3 separate regions of the Zea mays genome follow, and all the other regions are linked to region 1. The links are chromatin contacts, called in public Hi-C maps. All regions are on one chromosome and are shown on one strand. Each heading gives the region's core, a stretch centred on a gene start, on an enhancer-like site or on the middle of the called end of the contact. The rest is flanking DNA. Distances are from core to core; before and after follow the strand shown. Region 1 holds the start of LOC103635377 (GATA transcription factor 15). Region 2 holds the start of LOC100382356. Region 3 holds the start of LOC103635380 (zinc-finger homeodomain protein 6).

Region 1 (4,371 bases), core at 125-2,624:
AGTCCTCCATGATATTTACTAGGCTAAAATAAGGGAGTACCTACGGAGTGGTTAATCCGATGGGCCGAATCTGAATTCCGCGAACCGCGATGGAGAAACGAAACAAATGCGTTTCAGTTCCAAGCGTCCAGGTTCATTCGGCCGCGTGCAAAACGGTTCAACAAAACGCCCCCCCAAAACCGTTGCGCTTGCCTTGCGTACCCCGAACCGGACTAGTTGATGTACTGGAACAAGGTCGCCGGCTCCGGCCAGACCGCCGCGAACTCGGCCGCCTCGACGACGCTGGGTCGCCATGCAAGGAACTGCGCCGGCACTGCTTCGGCGTCCGCGATGTCGCCGTCGCCGCCGCCGTAGTACGCCCTACCAGACGTCGCCGCCCCGTACTGCGCCCGCTGCGCCAAGTAGCACCCGCCCTGGTCCATGTCAGCCGTCGTCGTCCCCGTCGCCGCACGCCGCTCCTTCTTCCTGAACCTGATGCCGCAGGCGTTGCACAGGGACTGCAGGCAGCACACATACACGCATTAGTCAGCGCACTCGCATGCATGCATGCACGCACGGCGGGGTATGGGACGGGACGAGGACGACCAAAGTGTCGTCGCCGTTGGCATATTATACGTATGGGAGATCGCGCTGGTTTTAAGCGCTAGCGGATGTCCAAAAAAAAAACTGCCAGTGGCAGAGGCAGACGACACGACGCTGTGCCTCATGTCGTGCGTCGCCGCGTGTGTCACGTGAACATGTGACAATTTTGGTTCATGTAAAGCTGCAACGATGCTGGGCTAGCGCTGAAACCTTGTTCCAGCCAGCGTCGCTTCGCTTGGAGAGATGGAAGAACGATGAAACGAACCTTGGGCCCGCGAGGCCCGTTCCTCCACAGCGGCGTGGACGTGGTGCCGCAGCTGGCGCAGCGGTGGTCCACGAGCGGCGCCGGGTCCTGCCCGTGCCCGTGCGCGGCCGCGGCTCTCTTGTTCGCGGCCGCGGGAGAGGGACGTCTGCCGCCCGGGCAGGAGCAGCAGCGGCAGCAGCAGGACTGGTCAGCGGGTGCAGCGACGTCGCACGACACGGCGCTGCGAGACGGTAGCGCCAGGCACGGCGGGCGGGGCTTGGCGGCGGCGCGGCGCGAGGACGGCGTGCCGAGCGAGAGCGTGCAGTCGACGGTGCCCGTGGAGGAAGAGGAGGAGGACGGGGACGAGGGGCAGGTGGTGACTGAGCTGTGGCTGTCGTCGTCGAACTGGAAGGCCTTGGTGTTGGGCAGCGGGAAGAAGAGCGAGAAGGCTGGGGACGCGGCCGCCATGGTGGCGGGGGCAGCGGCCGCGGCCACGACGCTCTGTTGGTGGCTGTGTCTGTGCTGCTTGTGGGTGCAGTGGCGAAGCATGGTCTGCAACGAGGCCACAGTGCTGGGCTTTAAAGCGAGCGCGGCGCAGAGAGGAGGAGAGGAGATTCGGAACTGAACTTGGCTTGGATACTTGGATCCACTGGGCCCGGGTGGTGGACGTGGGCGGATGTGCAGGAGCTCAGCTAGTCAGCAGGCAGGGCTAGCTAGGATTTTATAGGATCAGATTCGCTGTGCAGAGGCCGATCTGCTCGCCTCCCCTCGCCGATGGCGATGGCAATGCCAATGCTTTGAATCCTGCGCGCGGCTCGGTTGCATTGCATGCCCTAGCCAGTGTAGGAAGGAAGGAGTAGCTAGAAGCGGGCAGCACCCAATGAGTAGTAGCGGTACACGTCTGTGGGCTGCGCGCCCTGGTCAGGTCAGTCAGGCGGGCTCGACGTGATGAGCTGACTGCTCGAAAGCAGACCGGTAGCGGAGCGGCTGTTCAGTGTTCACCCTATATGGCTATATGTATCCAAGCAGTGCCTGTAGTCCTGTACTACATGCCACCGCAGTAGGGAGAATCAATGGAGCAGGGCCCAGCAGCAGCATACTAATGCAGGATAGCATCGCCTAGAGTAGGAGAGGGTAGACGAGACCCAAACGAGAAAAAGGAGAGAATCGAGACGAGAGACGGCAGATGGAGGAGAGGACGGCGTCCGGCTGGCGGTGTCTGGCAACCGTAACGAGCGACTGCTCCAGAGTCCAGACGTCACACAACAGGACCGGAGATCAAGCGAAAGAAAGGCCTGGCAGTACGCCAGTGGCAGGCATCCATATCGCAGACCTCTAGTTGCCATGCATGCATAGCCAGGCGCAGGCACAGGCGTCTCGCACCACGTACCTGCTGGGCCTGGTCGTGTACCACTACCACGTATACGTTAATACGCCCCATCCCTTGCCTCGCGTCACGTCACCGGCCGCGGCCGAGACGTGCGACTCATCGACGGCGCAGGCTGGGTGGCGAGCCCCGGGCGGTCAAAAGCAGGGGAGATACGTGACCCGTGGAACAGTCTCCCACGCGCCGTATACGAGTACTCCTACTCCTACTCCTAGTCGCACCACAACGCCGGCGCGGAATCCGCGGATCGCGATGCTGCCGCGCCTGTCGCGTCGAGGCCCGTCCCAGCCACACCAGAGCACCACCACCGGGGCCGTTGCCGGACATATAGGTGCGTAGTACGCGGCGCCGCGGCGGCTCTCGGGCCAGGGGGGCCCTCCTAGCGCTAGCGGAGGCGTTGTACGGCCGGCCAGGCAACGTCATGGTGTCATGGACACGTCACGTACGGGCCGGGAGGAGGCGAGCGAGCGAGCGAGGTCCGTTAGACTAGCTTTACGGATGTCCGGCCCCGGCCCCCCGGTACGTGATGCAGCAGCAACCGACCCGACGGATCGATGCAATGCACCGCGTGCGTGCTCGCCATCCCGTATGTCTCCGTCCGGGGGATACGTACGCGCCCATGTCACGTCACCGTTCAGTGCCCAGTCCCATCTTCACGGCGGCGAGGATGCTCGGTCTGACACTGACTTGAAGCGGAAGGCGACAGCGAGGGGAACAACTCGGAGCAGCAGGTGCAAAGCAGCGAAGGAGCCCAACCAGCGTCTGCAAAGCGCGCGTCGGTCGGTCTGTTCTCGTTCCCGCCGCCGCCTCGATCGTCTCCCGGCTTTCCATGGCCACCGCACCGATGGACCTCCAGCAGCTGCTTGGCATCTTCTGCTTGGAACCGCGACGGCCAAAGCATTCACAGCGTGTGTGCGCGCGCGTTAATTAGCAGAGAGTACGTTCATGACGCTCTCGAGTCTCGATTCTCGACCTGTCGTCGCCTAAAAAGTCCCTCGAGGCCTCGAGAGAAGGCTTTGCATTGGCGCGCTAAGCACGACGCGAGAGAGATGAAGAGCACCTTTTGTGATGGGTTTGAGCGGCATGCAGCACGCAGAAGCTGGTACCGGAGCGAGCTCGACACTGCATGCGCCGACGTCGGTCTCATGCAAGATGCAACACATACCACCAAGACTTTACATGGCCAACCCGATCCGATAGCCATGCCGGGCTTGGACCGGTCTGTTTAGCCCACAATGTAGGCACAGGTCCGGCCCGGTTAAAGGGTAGACACGGTAACAGCCTATTTGAGAGACTGATTTTGTAACTGTCAGACTGTTTTTAGTTATAAATACTGATGATTCTATTATTAGGCTGGTGGCAACGCGGGCGGTAGCGCGGGCGAGAGAGAGCCGCTACCGCCCGCGCGTGGGCGAGAGGCGAGCGAGAAAGGGTCGTCGGACGACGGCGCTCGCGCCCGGCGAGAGCGGGCGGTATCGCCTCGCTCGCGCCCGGCGAGAGCGGGCGGTATCGCCTCGCTCTCGCCCGCGCTGGAGCGCCCGCCCGGGCGAGAGGCGGGCGAGAGCGACGTGGCGCGATCTAACTGGTCCACGTGTCACGATCTGATTGGTCCACGTGTGCTAGCCGTTGCAACTAGCCGTTTTTGACCGTTTGGAGTCAAAAAATTCGAAAAAATGCAAAAAATCATAAATTTCATCCCCAATCCCTCTATATATATCCCTACCCGGGTGGAGCTCATTCCACACACCATTTCATCTCATTTCTCTCTTCCAAACTCGCCTTTCTACTCTTCTTCACGTCATTATAGCAGTTCCTGGACGTTCTTACTCTCAACGTACTCTTGGTTTGATCATGCGTGCATGTGTCATTTTGCACAATATGATTATCGATGACGAGCGTGATGCCGATTTAGACGAGACATATGAGACAGTTGATTCTACAGTCGGCCCGTCGATCTACTACAATGCAACCCCGAGCCTAGCAGCTAGGATTCAAATGGACAACGAGATGACGGACACATCGATGTATACACAACTACTAAATGATTTGGTTGAACATGTATGGGGACATAATAATCATTAGATTTATGTAATTTTCTATTAATTATTATGTATTTTTAAATCGTCATGTAATTTTATTTTAATTATTACGCAATTTG
Region 2 (4,430 bases), core at 27-2,526, 170 kb before region 1:
TGTGAAGTAACAAAATATTTAAAAATGGATGAATTGGAACGAAATCTCCTGCAGCTATAATCAGTGGCTTTATGGACACGCGATTGCACTAAAAGGCACCATTTCAAAGTCTGGCACAAGGTTATATGTAATATCAACAAATATATATGTGAAGACCTCAGCTTGTGGCACTATGCAACATCCAGAGAAGACTGTTATCATAATTGAAAACAAGCATAGGGAGCATCAACAGATTGTCCTTTTCCAGAAGAGAAGTCAATAGGCCAGTAGATGTTTTAATAACAATGGCATGCTAATGACAACTAGAGATGTGAATTGGTGATTCTTCGAAAGAAATATAAATGAAAAGGGGTGAAAATGGTAGCAGCATGAACAAATAAAAAATCTGAAAATAGGGCTCAGTTGGTGATCCATTTAGAATCAATCATATCCTGAATAGACAGGTACCATGATATTGAAAGGATGAAGGAACAGAAGACGCAGCAGAAATGATAAGTAATGTTTGACAGGATACAGTAGCAATCAAATCAACGTGAGGATCTTCAAGCGGCTTCAACATGATCCTTGAGGTCATATTCCCAGCTTGATCAAAGTAGTCCTCAAACAGATTGTGCAGGGAGACTTTCCCAAACATTAGCTCATATGCTGGCACCGCCATCCTGCATGTTCAATACTGGTGCAATGAAGAACCAAGGCTGACATAAATGCCACCCTAAGTGCAATGTAGTGATGTTTCATCCTTCCAGTGGACTAAAACTAACTTTATACCCTTATGGACTATGCAGGAAAAGGCATCTGCCAGAGATGTGCGTGCTCCAAGAAAAAGCAAGCTACCAGAATTGAGACGAGCAACAGTACTGCCAACTGGTGTCAGCGATCTGGCGCATTTCACCAATCCACAGTTCCATTTCACAATACGCGAGCGATCAATCGCGATTGCTTGACAAGCATGATTAATCACGACGATTCAACCGTCTAGTCTAACAGTTATGCAGAGCGTACGGCGATTCGTGCACACTGAGGCTACCAACCAATTGGCTTCCCTGCCTCACAGGTCACAAAACAGAAGGGTCCGAATGGAGGAGAGAAGGGAAGCGGCGAACCTGGTGCGGGCAGCGATGGGAGGGTAGTCGAAGAGCGGCGGCACCAGCACCATGGGCGGCGGCGGTTCCGCCTTGCTGAAGAACATCCCCATATCGCCCTCGGCTCACCGATCCACAGGAGTTCTGCAGCGCCTCACACCCTCTTCCTCCTCCTCCCTTGAACTCACCGCGGCCGCCTCTTTTTGCGGCGGCGGCGAAACACCGATGCAGCGATTCAATTGTTCCGGATCGGCGGTGGCTCCGCTGCAATACAGGCTAGTTCAAGGGTAACGGCCGCTTTTGCGCAACGGTAATACAGGCTAGTTCAAGGGGCTCGCTGTAAACTGCCGCTTTTGTGCAGATCCCCACCGCTAAATCCCGATCGCACGGCCGACTGAGCAAGTGGATTTGGGAACGGCTCGCTGATCAAACTTACACAGGCACATTCTCTCACACACTGACACACACGTGAGCTCTTTGCCTCTCTTGTTGAACATTGGTTTCTTATGTTTATAGTGTGGTTGTTTATTCTAAATTTAATCGTACATTATATTACGTTCTAATCGATAAGAATAAAATACACCAGTTTTAAAATTTGAATTGAGTTTTTTTTGCGTTTTGCTTTATTTCTTATATGTTGATTAATTATTCATTATTTTTGTGGTCGTCACCATCCCTGTTATAGTTGTCCACCTTGTTCAACATTTAGATGTGGACTTGAATCTATCTCGTTCATAACACTTAGAATAAATATTAGTTTTCTAGTTGTCTTAATTTAAAACATATGTATAAGACCGTCCGCAGCACATGCCGCGCGGTGCCCTCTCTCCTAGCACTGTACACGCGTAGGGGGCCTCTACGCGAGCAGCTGTGGCCTCCAAATGGCCCCCTACGCGTTGCAGTGCTAGGGGATGCCGCGCCGCTCCCCCAGATCAAGGGGAGCACTGTAGCGCCCCCTTGCACAGTGCTCCCCTATTTAATAGTTGAAAAAAATAGTAATAAAAGATGAAAAGAGTTAGATAATAATATTTTATAGTTGTAGTGGGTATAGGGAGATAATATAGGGGGAATCACTGCGGGAGATGAAAATTTAGAGGGTGAAATGTTGATAATGTGACGCAAAAAAATGATATAGTGGGAAAATTTAGAGATCACCGCTGCGGACAATCTAAAAGCTTTCAGGTCTTCTGGTGCGAGGGGCTACAACCTTAGCGTAAGCTAAACTAATAATCCCTCCTTAGCATAGAGCCTTAGAGGCATATGGTAAGGATTATATGAACTAATATCAAACATGTCTATAAAGGACTACACATCTTTATATATTGAATTTGTACCCACTTATAATAGTAATAAGGAAAGAGTTCTCGTATATTATTTTGTTCTTGTCTTGCCACCAAAAGAAAAGAAAAAGATAATGGATCTTTTATGTCTCCTCGCGCCTTCAATACTAGAGCCCTTTAGTCTATCTCCAGCAGATCCCATATTTTTATAAGGAACGATATCAAAAGACTAACAAAGGTTAGACCCATCATTTTAGGACATCTAAACTTAGACTACGGGCAGAAGTAGTTTAACTAGCTCTCTAAATTACTTTACTAGATTAACTTATATAGCACACCAGCTAAATAGACATCACATCTTTATATGATTTAAAACATATAGCATTAGCACATATCATAGAACTCCACAAGATCCTTGATAAAATTGAAATAGACGGAAATGGAAGCGACATAGGGTTCATTATTCTTACTAACCTACTTGCTTAGGTTCAAAATCACGGTTTAGCTCATGACAAACACCTGGGGTGTTACATAGTTGAAGGAACTGGTCAGGCAAGAGATATATAAAAGGTGAGCTTGGCTCAATCCCTAACTCAAACTCACTGTTAATCGCATACTGCCTCATAGCAAGTCTGGATTCTTTCATGTCCTTTACAAACTACCAAGCTTCTTTACTAGATTAGACCGGTTGCAAACTAATATCCTTTCAAGTGGTAAACAATCAGTGCAAGGCAATGCAACTGTTTCATCATCGAATTCATCACTTCTTCGAACACCAAAAGGTCTACTTGTAAAAGCATCTTGCCTTGCACTAGTTTCACGCTCATCTTCTTCCTGTAATCCCAACTTGTCATACATCAACAACTCTGAAGCAACCTCTTTACTCGATTTCTAATGACCCCCGATCAAATTCGGGGACCTATAAATCAACACATTTGTGTTATGTAAACCATTGCCCTGTGCTTGTTACACATAAATGAAAATGTGATACACATTAAACAAATAATTGAATCGAACTCACCTCTGGTCTAGTTCTAGCCGCTGGATCTAAAGCTCCCATGTTCAGACCAAAAAACAAGGAATCCAACACATTCACAACACACATTGCTTCACAACGGGAAATCAGAGGGAGAGATAACAACGGGGAATGTGGATAGGGAGAGATCAGAAAAAGAGATTGAAGTGGTTGCTCACAATCAGGAAATGCCGAGGCTGGTGGCTGGGCACCCTTCTCCATGGCGGCTCAGTGGGACATCACTCAGTAGCATGGCACGCACGTTCCTCCGATCTGTGTCCTCGATGGCTAGCGACAGGAAACGGTGGAGGAGTACCTCGGCTAGCGGCTGCCTCGACTCTACGGTATGGGGTGCACGAAAACAAGACTAAATAGAAAGGCATATTAGTCCTATAGTCCACGGTCTGACGCCTACAACTGTTAGCAAATTCTAATGTCCCGCTCTTTCTCAAATGATCATTTTCTGCCGAGTGGTTCACTTCCATAATACCAAAAGAGCGTGCAGAGTAATAGAGTGGCGAAGCCACCAGACGAGGATGTTACAATCCCAATTATCTCCACCACAAATTCATGTTTAGGGCTAGTTTTAGAACTCTATTTTTTCAATAGATTTCTATTTTTTCCAAGAAAACTAAACTAATTTCTATTGAGAAAATAGAAATCTCACCAAAAAAATAAGCTTCCAAAACTAGCTCTTAATGATATCCAAACATTTTTAGGTACAAGGCCGTTATGTGGATTGGGCGGCGCCGCCCACGAGGTCAAGTTTAAGATTAATGGGCCGATTAAGCATTGTGCCACATGGACCAAAAGACTAAGAGCTAGCCATTGTGAAACGATTAAGTGAGTCGTCAGGCAGACAGCTGGCGCCTTGGCTGTTTGGCGCCCTGCTCCTCCATGAATCCATCCAGAGGCCCAGAGCTTGTCTCTGCTATGCTATGATGCATTCCCCTCTCCGGTCGCAGCGGCAGCGGCTGCGATGGTCAGATCTGTTGAGAAACCCTAATGAAGGGTTATGTGGGCAAATACCGAATATGCCCCTGAGGGCAATCA
Region 3 (4,461 bases), core at 1,464-3,963, 240 kb after region 1:
TGGTTATCGAAGAAACAGAAAGCTTGATTAAAGTTACTATGTTTTGGATTTTTTTTGAAGCTTGCCTGTTGATGATACAGTGCCGGCAAAATGAGTTCTGCCAAAATTCAGTTATATAGGAATTTCTGTAGTTTATTGCGTTTTAAGATTCTATTACACACTTCGTTTTGTTTTGCGAGCACTCAGTCGGTTTTACGGAATGTTATTCCAACTACTACTAGTGACCTTCGATTTTAGAAAGTGAAAAAAAAAACATATGATAAATCGAAAGGAACAGAATTTTTGGTTAATAATGTACTAATCGTTTGCTCTCCATACTCCATGGCTCCATTGCCAACTTGGTTGTTTTAGGGCATTGTCGTCCTAGTCTTAAGTCTTATTTGAATCCATTAGCTGATAGTATTTAGCTATCTGATTTGGTCCTGCTACTGAGATGGTTGTTTGGTTCCAAAAGAGATAATTATTAAGCAAGACAAGGACCAACAACATTTAGGTGGGGCACGCTTCATAGAAGACTAACTTGACAGATTGAGCCATTTGTGCGAGATATGTTGTTGGCTTCCTCGAGCGTCTTGTGATTTGAGCATCTCTTTCTCTTCCGAGCTGTGCGCCTTGTGAAACAGCAGCCTCTCCAAGTTATTCTTCACCTTTTCTAGACACAAATCTTCCTTTCCTGTTGGGCACAGCAGGCTCCACCCTAGCATTATTGCTACCTGCCTCAGTAGCAATCTCATATCCTTTAAACAGTTTCCTGGAAGCATATATTTGTTTCTTAACCGGACAGAATTTGGAAAATGTATTTTTGGCGAAGATTACATCAGGAGCACCTCCCCAGCATGGCACAGCCCCACACCATAGATCAGCACCATCTAGAGGCTGAGACATTTTGTTAGGAACATGGAGTAGTTTAGGGCTAGTTTGGAAGTTTAAAACTCGGAGGGGATTGAAGGGGCTAAAATCCTCTTATTCAAATTTGAATACGGAGTGCATTTTAGCCTCTCCAATCCCCTCTGGATTTAAGGCTTCTAAACTAGCCCTTATTGGCTTTCCAAGGATTTTCACATGTGGGTCAGCGTTCTTGCTTGCTGCTGGCTACCTCTCTCGTGCGGCTCCGTGTAAACCTTCTGGTTTTGGCTGTAGGGGAATGTGCATGGCAGCAGCATTCGGTGAAGTGCATGTGTTTGCAGCTGTATATTCTTTGGCATGGCCTCAATCAATGTTTGTGGTCCTATTATTTTCTTCATCTTTTCTTTCTTTTTAATTGAAAAATCTCCATTCTCCATTGCTGAGCCTCCTGTTGCTGTTACTGTTAGGTATACATACTACACTCTAATGTATAAATAAAGGTGCAAGTGTCAAATGGGCCATGCAGTTGTCCAAATGTTTTTATTTTTGGATTATGTTGGTGATACGGCAGGGTTGTGGTAATGGTGGTCCGTAGCAATCTGTTGTCACGGCCCCTACCAGGCAGTGGCATCGGGCCGTTGCCTAAATGGGCGTCTGTCTTATGCATGGCCCACTGTTTTAGGTCACGCTAGTCTAGAAAGCACGGCTAAATTAGTAGGCTGGGCCGGTCCATAGCCCGGTAATCCTAGATCTACCACATCATCTATATTCAGTGTTCTGTTTTCAAATCTCAATTCAAATATGGAAATTACAGGTAGGCTACCAATCGCCATCGTCTCTTCTCAATAATCCTGCTCGTCAAATTAAAGGAAAAAAGCAGTCTTTTAAAATTTCCGGCTACCAATCGCCATCGTCTCTTCTCAATAATCCTGCTCGTCAAATTATAGGTAGGCTGTAAAAACAAATAGGGTTAAGGTTACATTACCAGCTGATACGAGGTCCAGAGGCCAGAGAAGAAGATAAAATGGTGACATGGCCCTCGACGGACGATGAATGCATCAGGACCGAGAGGCAGATGAGCATTGCCTTCCATTGCAGAATTGTATGGCTCCTTCCAGCGAATAGGAGCATTGCTTGCAGACTACATATATAGTTTATATAAATTGGCAATCCAACGAGGGCTTTTGGTTGGTCTTGACGTACGTATGTATCCGGTTTCAACTGTTACTCTGTTCTTCAAGCCAAGCCTAGTATGGGAGACGCGTCGCAGGCCCTGCGCTGCTCTCGTAGTTGTGGTCTCGTCTCTCGAGAGAAATATCTGGCTCCGGTCCGGCTGAGGAGCGGGAGCCGGTCAACGAAATGACGCGGTGGCGTTGCAGCCCCGCACGGCAGCACGCGCGACTCCTGCTCCCCGTGGAAGCGTCGCTGTTGACAAGGGCCTGCACGGACAGCACGGCTGCCCTCCATCCCATTCCCATAGATTATTATATACGTGTAAATTTCTAGTAGTAGGTTGGCGCCACGGCCTAGACAGCGGCCGCGCCGTTCCCCGATGGCCGTCCCGATCCGACGGCCATAAACCCACCCGGGCCGGGCGGCCGGGCCCGTGGCTACAGCGGCGGCGGTGGTACTGGTACGGTGGTACCTGCCGCGCTGCCGCCCAATTCTCTCCGGCTGCATCATTAAAGCCTGGGGCCCGCGTGGCATGGGTACGGGACGGGACGGGAGGTCAGGGTCACCCCTGCCCATGTCGGTCGCTGCACTGCACACCGCCACCGCGGACCGCCGGGTAGGAAACAAAAGCGCCATTTCCCAGCTCAGGCATGCAGCCCGGACCCCCCCCCCCCCCCCCCCCCCCCCCCACCACCACTCGCCTCGCCGCAGGCGGTCACGATCAATGCCGCATCCCTCCGCTGCCGGCCTGCTCACACAGCCTCCTCTTCCTCCAGTCCTCCTCCCACGCACCACGGGCGAACAAAAGCACAAAAGCCAACCCACACCGCACCACCCCTACTACCCCTAGGAAACGACGACCGCAACTACATACCAGCCAGCCGACCCGACCCCCAGCAGTCTTGCAGGCTACAGCCCCTGCGGCACCAGAGGGAGCGGCCGCGGCAGGGCGTCCTCGTCGCCGCGGCAGGGCGCTAGGGCAGGCAGGCATGCGCTGATGGAATTCACGGCCCAGGAGGGGGAGGAGCCCGTCTCGGAGGAGATGGGCGCGAGCTCCGCGCCGCCGCCCTGCCTCGGCCCCGGCCGCGGCCCGGGGAACCAGAACCACGCCGCCGAGGCGACGTACCACGAGTGTCTGCGCAACCACGCGGCGGCGCTGGGCGGACACGTCGTCGATGGCTGCGGCGAGTTCATGCCCGAGGACGCCGACAGGCTCAAGTGCGCAGCCTGCGGCTGCCACCGCAGCTTCCACCGCAAGGGCGACGCGGGGCGCCGCCACCAGCTCCTGCTGCCGCCGCCCGCCGCGGCGGTCCCGCGCGTCCCGCTGCTCCTGCCTCCGCCCCACCCCTACGCGGCCGGCGCTGCCCACCCCCACTACGCGTCGCCGCCGCTGTTCCCGTACCACGGCACGCCCAGCGGCACCACGACCGAGTCGTCCAGCGAGGAGCGTGGCCCGCCGTCCGGGTTCGCCGCCGCGCCGCACGCGCACGCGCAGGGCCACGTCCGGCGGAAGCGGATCCGGACCAAGTTCACGCCGGAGCAGAAGGAGCAGATGCTGGCGTTCGCGGAACGCCTCGGCTGGCGGATGCAGAAGCAGGACGACGCGCTGGTGCAGCACTTCTGCGACCAGGTCGGCGTCCGGCGGCAGGTCTTCAAGGTCTGGATGCACAACAACAAGCACATCGGCAGCGGCGGCAGGAGGCAGCCGCCGCCGCACCTGCCGCCTCCCGAGGGGCAGCAACAGCCCCAGCAGCCCCAGTAGCCACGGTGGGAGACAAGGCTCAGCAGTCAGCAGCACCACCACCACCACCACCATTTGCTTAATCCCCCGCCTCATTTTTTTATGGGCTCCGAGAGGGGGTGTGGGATTAAACAAGGGAAGTCAGGAGGGGTTCCTATCCTTTCTTCCCTTCCGTTTTTGGGTTCACCTTATCCTTGATTTTTTGTAGTCACTTCACGTCTTCACCATCCTCTTTTGCTTCACGATTCTTGCTTGCATATCTTTGGTTTTATTCTGTTCTTACTAGCTTGGGGGATCAATTGGAAGGAGGAGGAGGCACTGTGCATGTTTTGTAGCTACAATCCTGCTACCTTATTGCCATTTAGCCCCCTTCGGCGAGCAAGGTTAACCAATCTAAATTCCGATCTATATTTCCATCTTCACTTAATCTGTTAATCAATAGCGAATATAGCCGGTGGTCTCTCCTCCCTTCTAATGCAGCACTTTTTTCCATTTAGCTCAAGCTTCCAACCCAGCATAAACTAATGGCCAAAATGGCATGAGTTCATGATAAGCTATTAATCTTGAGTTCTCTTCAGCCAATTGCTAATTAGAGAGCAGCATGCAATACCTGTAGCTAGGATATACTGTGTGTGTGTGTGGAGGGGGGCCTGGATGAAATATAGTGGAAAACAATGCTTGCATGCAGATTTTATTATCTG

The links. Hi-C and Micro-C count contacts between places; a contact is called where the count stands out from the background.
Region 2: a contact with region 1 is called in a Hi-C map of tassel, with 2.5 times the contacts expected there. The contact joins the promoter of LOC100382356 here to the promoter of LOC103635377 in region 1. A contact is called at or near these places in 2 of 25 Hi-C or Micro-C datasets (ear and tassel).
Region 3: a Hi-C map of leaf shows a contact between it and region 1, with 7 times the contacts expected there. The contact joins the promoter of LOC103635380 here to the promoter of LOC103635377 in region 1. A contact is called at or near these places in 21 of 25 Hi-C or Micro-C datasets (bundle sheath, ear, endosperm and 6 more) and 2 of 3 datasets of contacts at active chromatin or transcription factors (leaf and seedling).

What each region holds. Positions count from the first base shown.
Region 1 is chr8:75,289,858-75,294,228 of Zm-B73-REFERENCE-NAM-5.0, forward strand. LOC103635377 (GATA transcription factor 15) reads right to left here and starts at 1,375. Exons shown (of 2, transcript XM_008657842.2): 1 at 848-1,375; 2 at 213-497. The coding sequence starts at 1,375. The coding sequence ends at 213.
Region 2 is chr8:75,123,223-75,127,652 of Zm-B73-REFERENCE-NAM-5.0, forward strand. It overlaps LOC100382356, which reads right to left and starts at 1,277. Exons shown (of 14, transcript NM_001175102.1): 1 at 1,104-1,277; 2 at 515-659. The coding sequence starts at 1,195.
Region 3 is chr8:75,532,582-75,537,042 of Zm-B73-REFERENCE-NAM-5.0, forward strand. It overlaps LOC103635380 (zinc-finger homeodomain protein 6), which reads left to right and starts at 2,714. Exons shown (of 1, transcript XM_008657844.3): 1 at 2,714-4,223. The coding sequence starts at 3,017. The coding sequence ends at 3,781. LOC103635379 (a long non-coding RNA gene) reads right to left here. Exons shown (of 4, transcript XR_004851976.1): 4 at 4,428-4,461.